Regions from separate parts of the Muntiacus reevesi genome. Here region 2 is linked to region 1. The links are chromatin contacts, called in public Hi-C maps. All regions are on one chromosome and are shown on one strand. The core of a region is the stretch at or near the end of the contact, and the rest is flanking DNA. Distances in the headings are between cores, read along the strand shown.

Region 1 (3,766 bases), core at 912-3,411:
GATCACATATATATATGATACACATATATATATGATCCAGTTATGATCCATAACTGATTCACTTTGTTGTACACCCGAAACACAATGTTATAAATCAACTATACTCCAATAAAAAAATTTTTTTAAAGACTATACTTTTCTTTTTTCAATTAGCTAATTTCATACACCTGCTTTCAATGCATTTGAAATTGCCTGTTATTTCAAAGCACCAATAAAATAGTTAACTACTGACAAACTAATTTAAAGTATTTTTTAAAGTTCTCATATTCCTAATGCCTAGTTTGAAAGTCAATAGCATATTTCTCTCTGGAGGTGGTATCAGGTTTATCCACACAGTTGGGTAACAAAAATGAAGAATTCAGCAAATAAAACAACAATTTACTTCTTAGACTAAACAGTCCCATTACTGAAACTATCAGTCAGCCCGAAGAGGCTTCCGCACCATCTCACCCTTTATGTTCTTGTGACTTCTTTTCTGCAGCACTGCAATCATATATGAAGACGCTGTTGTCATCACTAAAGAAAAATAACAGCAATATTTTAAATGAAGCACTTTGTTCATTACAATGTTCACTTTTTTTAAAAAAACCTGGATCAAAAAAATATTTGCATCCTCAGTAAGGATTTTCTCCACAAGAACTTGTCTCCATAAGAGATTTCAGGGAACAGCTAAGGAGCTTTACTTTGCTGAACCTATTTTTATCTGCCATACATAACTGCCATGGTCTGTCCATAAAAAATCAGTTAAGTGAAATAAATGAGGACCAAAACTCAACAGGAATATACCATTCTTTAACAACTAGAAAATCAGCACAAGATGACTATGTGAATCAGTTTGCATTTAGCCTTATGCACCCAAGTTTAAAACGTGGGGTACTTGTTTAGAAAAGCTCCAGTGCCTGCCAAGCGCTTACCAGTATAGAAGCCACCCACTTTCCCTACCAGGCCCTAAGCAGCACCCCCACCCCACCCCACCGCTCTAATTCGCAGCCTTTAAAGTGACTGTAGCCAAACTCTTTTCATTTGGAGCACTGCCGTGTAGGATGAGCAGCAGTCCTCCAAGTCAGAAACCTTGCCAGCCAGCCACTAGGTTTCCTCAAAAGGTGTGAACTGAATCAACCAGATGGAGTCTAATTTTCTCATCTCCCACTGTGGCATGTGCTACGGCTCTAAAATAAAGTAACCTGGGACAGACAACAGGTTTGTGAATAAATCTGTGAAATCTAGACTTAACATCTCATTGAATCTCTGAAACCAAACTCTGAACAAAGAATACAGCGCACATTTACATTTAACAGACATACTGTATGTTTCAAGTTTGGGAAAATCAAAACTACCCTGGGAAAGGAAATACGGGACCAAAACTGGCCACTGCTAATATTCAAGAGGTTCCTGGATCAAGGCTAGTCGACCAACAAATATAAAAATTCCGGGAACGGTAAGGGGTGAGAAATTAGAGAAAGCAAAAAGAAAACCTTATAAAGGGCCACTAGGGAGAAAGCGGCTGTGGTTCTGGGGGTAACCTCCAGCAAGAACGTGTCAGGTAAGACCCTCGCCCCGAAAGTAAGCAAAGCAGGGTCAAGGGCTACGGGCTGGGATGAGGAAGCAGGCAGCGCTGAAGAGAGAGGGAAGCGAGTGCAGAGAGCGTGACGAACGTGGTCCCCGGGAGTAAACCCCTCTCCCCAAGAAAGGCCAAGAGCTGTCTTCCTCCCACGCCCCAGAGAAGTGCGTCCCCCGGACCCCACAGAGCCCTGAAGTGTCTGGAGCGGAACCGGCAAAGAATGCCGCAGGCCCGCCGCTGAGGGCGCGGGGCCCTGAGCAGGTCTTGGGAGAAGGACAGGAAGAGCAGACATTCCGAGGTGCAGGCATGCAGCCGGGCTCAAGAGGCACCAGAGGGCTCACAGGGAGCAGCGGGGCTCCCTAGGGTCACTCCAAGGCAGGTGCAGCCCCGGCGGGGCGGGAGAACCGGAATCTCAAGACCCTGGCGCATGACCGCAACCTAGGCTTCTGCTCCAGAACGACCCCTCACCTGCTCGAAGTGGAGGTAGCCAGAAACCGGCTGCCGCCCCGCACCACCAGCGCATGCCCGCACAGCGCCAACCCCGCAGAACTCGCCATGTGCCCGCCCAACTCGCCTCCACCCACGTGCGCCGTCAAGCGCCTCTTCCGGCCGGCGCTAGGGAGTGACGTCAGCCGTAGACGCCGTGAGGTGACGTCGTGCGGACTCGCTCCCGCGCGCGAGCCGGCGGCGGGCTTGCGCAGGAGGTGTTCTCTCCCTTCTTTCGGCAATCAGGCGTTCGCGCAGTTTAGGGTTGGTTGCTGATCAGTTTTGTTCGGAGGGAATCCGTTTGCTTGTTTAGTGTTCGTTTCTTCCTCCAGACTGCACAGAGCTAGTTCTGGATCTTTCTCGCGCTGTGGCTAGGCGACTTGGCCGGTCTGGTACCTACTTGGTCCTTCAAGAGCTGAGAGGGTCTGAGTTCGCATCTAGGTCCCGAACGTGGTGTCTGAGGAGGGCGTAGAGCTGAAGCCGCCGGATGGGAGCTGAGCCAGACACACCCGAAGAGCAAACCTGCTGAACTACTGTTTTTCAACACAGGATAGGGCTCTTTTCCAATGTTCTTAATGCTCACGGAGTGGCAACACCAGCACCAGTTTGCTGGATGCTTTCTTGGGATTCTCCACCCCCCATCTTCCACATTGGTCATCTGATCGCGGAAATCCTCCTGGACGCCCCTTCTCCCCCTGTCCATGGCCTCCGCCGCGCCACACACCAGAGCAACCCCTCTGCTCTCTGTTCTCACGTCCGCGCTTGTCCCCACCCCCACCCCCGCAGATCCACAGTGCGTGCTAAAGCCAGAGAGACGTTTCAGAGCATAGTTCCAATCACCTCATCCTCCTGCTTAAAATCAACAAGTGGCTTCTCATTGTTCTCGGTACAGAAAACAAATCCTGATCTTGCTCTATGAGACTGCATGTTTTCTGGCTCCTGCCTACCCTGGAGGCTCATTCCCTACCAGGTCTGCTTCATTCTCAGTGCTCTAGACTTGACTATTGTTCAGGTTCATTGGCACAGTGATAATAGCAACCACAGGACCTTAGCACACGCTAGTCTTTTCACCTGAAACATTCTCTCCACACTCCATCTCTATGTCCCTAGTTAATTCCAGACACCCAGTTTCACTTCAGTGCAGTCAACACTTAATCAAGGAAGCCTTTCCTGACTTTTCATTGTTTATATGCACTACACCCTTGATAATCTGCTTAATATCTTGTCTCTAGACTACAAATGCCACGAAAGCAGGGGCTGATGCTGACTCAATTGGCAGGGTGCCAATGCACCAGCTTGCACCACAAAATCTGGCATGATTAATATTTTCTAGGTAAATAAATGGAACAACTAATTGTCTTATGTGTGCTAAGTTGCTAAGTTGCGTCTGACTCTTTCTGATGCCATGGACTGTAGCCAGAGAGGTTCCTCTGTCCATGGGATTTCCCAGGTAAGAATACTGGAGTGGGTTGCCATTTCCTTCTCCAGAGATCTTCCCCACCCAGGGATCGAACCCACATCTCCTTCGTTGCTGGCAGATTCTTTACCACTGAGCCACCAGGGAAGCCCAGTTGTCTTAAAGGATCAGCTGTTTCTGCATTAAGTGAAGGAATTACGATAGGCATGAGGCATAGAAAACTATAACTGATTCAAATCCCACCTCTGGATTGATTCAAGTTTGAATTTACACCCAGACTTAAAGGTGGCAAAGCAAAACGC
Region 2 (3,766 bases), core at 779-3,278, 170 kb after region 1:
CTACCCACTGTCGGGCACGACTGAGCAACTTTCACATTCAGTTAAGATTAAAGGGCCTCAGTGAAATTTGATGGCCCATGAAATCAACTAGCCATTTATTTATTATCAGGTAGCAATAAAAATGGAAAAGTCTAAATTTATGAGGAGAAAAAATGATTACTATATACACTTGAGTACGTCATGTTACATCTTGAGAAAATCACTTGAAAATAGTTTAAGACTATCTCAGAGTTGACAAAAACCCCTGTCTCAACCATTAACACCCAACTATTTCATATAATTAAAACAATTCTTGCTGCTGTACTATCAGAAATGACTCTCATTTCACAATGGACAGTTAATCACTGAATTTAATCTGTTAGTCAAAACTTTTCCAGTAGGCTCATTGGACTACTGCAATACAATGAAAAGATATTAAAATAAAGACCAGAAACCTAGATTAAATAATCAAGTTTCCTAAATTACAGCTGTGACTTTTATAATACAACTCTAACAGATGAAATGGAGTTATTTATGGCAGGAATAAACCTCTGTCCTCACAGAATTAACAATGAGGACATCACCTTATGCAGCTTTTTACAAGAACGAGGGAAAGAAAAACTCTGCAAGACCTAAGTCACGGCCCACACTGATATAAGCTCATGAGTAAAATTGACACTGCATGCTCTTCAGCAAACCTGAGAAGCCTCTTTGTCCAGCAGAGCTGGCTGATCTGTTCAAGATCCTGTTTCCCAAGCTGCTGCCTCTGGGGCCACAGCATTCAGTGCATGCCTCTCTTTCACAGCACTTAATGCATTTCAATTCATTTTAACTCAGTTATCCTTTGGATGACAAGCACCCCCTTGCTCCTTGAGAACAAGATCCAAATTTTACCCATTTTTGAGTCCCCAGACACTGGCCTTGAACTGACACCCAGTAAGTGTTTCTGGGGTGAATATGACTGATGACTGTCTTATGAGTTCTGCTAGGAAAAAACATAACCCCCTCTTCCAAACAACACAGGAGAGTCTACAATGTGTAAAAGACGACATTTTACAAGATACACTGCATCCTGGAAAACAGAAACAATTTAAAGTTTTTTATAAAGTTGTATCGAAACATTAGCTATGGCAAATTTATGAGTTTATTGTTAAAAAAATATTCACATAGACCCTCTACAGCCCTGAAGAACACCAAGATGCTAATCATTTATTGGAAGAATACATCCAGCTCAATCTTAAGGTTTTCAAGTATTATCCTCCCAAATAAACACCTGGCAAAACCAAAATTATATTTTTTACTCTCAACCTAACAACTGACTACGGAAGGTATGCAACCTAAAAACGCACTCATCTTATTCTTATATTGGAATTGCACCTGAAAGTATTTTAAAAGCAGACTTTCACGGTTAGTTAACAAGTCATCTCCAAAATACTGTTTCACAACAAATGTCCTTATGATCTATTCGATGATCGCTTAACTCACACAAGAGGTTTGTTAAGCACCTAAAACCCTAACAGGAACCTCAATTATCTAACGACTTAACGCGGGCGAGTCTTACAGCTTGCCCGACTCGACATTAAAAGATCAAACTTGGGAGAATCGTTAACGTTGACAACTTCAGCACAACTCAAGTCGGCTTCCGAGAGCCGGGGGCACGGGTCGCCTGTAGGTGGGCAGCCGAGGAGCCTCGGCGGGAGAAGCCGTTCTGCCCGAGCGGAAGCCCGGCGCCCGCCCGGCCCATCGCCCGCCTGCCAGGGCGCACGCGGCGGCGCGCGGCTCCCGAGGCCGGAAGGGCAGCCTGCCCCTCCCCCCGCCGGGCCTCCCACTGCCGCCCGGGCCCCGCCGCCGAGCTCCTCCGCGCGCCACCCGCCTCCCCAGCCCGGAACCCCTGCGGCCGGATCTCACTTACTTGTCTTTCTCGGTGCCGAAGATGGAGGCCAAGTACTCCGCCATTTCCCACCCGTCGCCGCCACCGCCGACACCGCTGCCGACGCCGACGACCCCGCCCGACGCCCGCCGGAGACGTCACCCGGACGCGACGACGCTCATTCCGCCCCACCAGCGTGGCGGCGCTGCCCAATCAGGGGAGGCGCTGTCTGCGCATGGGCGGGGCTTGGCGCGCGCGTCAGGCGCTCCCCTGGCGGTAGTGGAGCCGGCGCGCCGCCCGCCAGCGCCACCTCCCGGCTCTCGTTACGTTCTCCGGGCCCGCGCCAACGCTCCTAGCGCCCTCGACTGGGGCCCCGCGACCTCCACCGGCGTTCCGCAGTGCCCAGAGAAGCCAAGTGCTCAAAGTGCGGCTTCGGAGGAGGCAGCGGCCGAGGGGCTTTTCCACGCAGTCCCTGGGCCCGGCCCCTGAGCGCGCCTGTTCCGTGTGGGGGTTTCCGCGGGCTGTGAGCGGGGCGAGACCCCCCTCCCCGCACTTTCCCTGGGGGATCCCCACCGAACCCTTCCTCCGGGAAGACGCGTTCTTCAGCTTCCTCTTGTTCGGGGAGCTGAGTCGGAGCTCCCCGGCTCCCCGGTCCGGAGGTGCGCCGCCTGGGCCCGGCCCTGGGAAAGCCCGGCGGGTTTGGAGAGGCTCCGATGCCGGGAAGGCAGAGCGCACGTCTTCGGGCCGGGCTCACCGGCCCGCAAGACGGAGAGGTGCGGGGGGCTGGGGGGGGGGGAGGGGGAGGGCGGTGAGGGGTGTCGGGCTTAGGACCGGTTTAGGGACGTCCAGCAATGCCCGGCATAGAAACCCTGAATTCAGACCACGGAGAAGCCAAATGCAGGGGCCGTTGCGGGAAGGGGCTCGGCTGGGGCCGAGGAGAGTTAGAGATGTGCGTGGACGCTGGGTCCTTTCCCCCAGAGCTACCCACCTCCGGAGCTCCTAGTTCATCCTTTTTTTTTCTTTCTTTTTTTTTTTGAGGCACCTCCTTTTAACCCACTGTTTCCTCCTCGTTCTCTTTTTTCACCTAACGGTCCATCCCACAGATGGCTCCATAGGACTGTGGTCGCAGTCCTGAGTACTTTGATGGCTCCCCAGAGCTCCGCTGTGTGGCTAACCAGTTCCCTGTTGATGGGCCCATAGGATGAGCCGGTCTCGCCTCTACTGACAGTTCTGCAGATATTGTTTTGCATTTGGGGCAAACGCACACCTGGTTTATTTGTCCACCCAGGTCTGCAGTCTCAGGTTCATAAACAGAGAATGCCACAAAAAGTTTTATCCTGGGAAGAAGCCTGCACAAAAATGAGTTATATCCTGGCAGAAATGCTTTGGCAGTGTCTACTGTGTTAAAATTTGGTATGGAGCACATTTGAGAGTGAAGGTAACAATGATAATCAGGTGCTTGTGTAGCCCTCAAAGCAGGTGTGAGAAGGACTCGGTTCCCTCTGAACACAGTTTGAGAACTGCTTTTTTGGTTGGTGGGTGTCATAGCGGGGACTCTGGTCCTATTTGTACTTTAGGGGAGGTGAAATAACCCCTCAACCCTCTTGGGTTCTGGTGCCTGGACTAATAGTGAAACTGACTCAAGGTAGATTACCAGGAAAAGAAGAAACTTAACTAATTCATGCACACGGAGGCCCCATAGAAATGGGACCTAAGAAGTGGGCAAGGGCTTCCCTGGTGGCTCAGAGGGTAAAGAATCTGCTTGCAATGCAGGAGACTGGAGTTTGATCCCTGGGATGGGAAGAGTCCCTGGAGAAAGGAATGGCAACCTACTCCAGTATTCTTGCCTGAAGAATTCCATGGACAGAGGGGCCTGGCAGGCCGCAGCTCACGGGGTTGCAAAAGAGTCAGACACAA

Evidence for each region. A called contact is a pair of places that touch in the nucleus more often than the background predicts.
Region 2: a Hi-C map of blood shows a contact between it and region 1, with 4 times the contacts expected there. The contact joins the promoter of U2AF1 here to the promoter of WDR4 in region 1. A contact is called at or near these places in 2 of 3 Hi-C or Micro-C datasets (blood and muscle).

What each region holds. Positions count from the first base shown.
Region 1 is chr8:22,833,542-22,837,307 of mMunRee1.1, forward strand. It overlaps WDR4 (WD repeat domain 4), which reads right to left and starts at 2,162. Exons shown (of 11, transcript XM_065942532.1): 1 at 2,030-2,162; 2 at 451-516. The coding sequence starts at 2,118.
Region 2 is chr8:23,007,183-23,010,948 of mMunRee1.1, forward strand. U2AF1 (U2 small nuclear RNA auxiliary factor 1) reads right to left here and starts at 2,029. Exons shown (of 8, transcript XM_065942816.1): 1 at 1,892-2,029. The coding sequence starts at 1,935.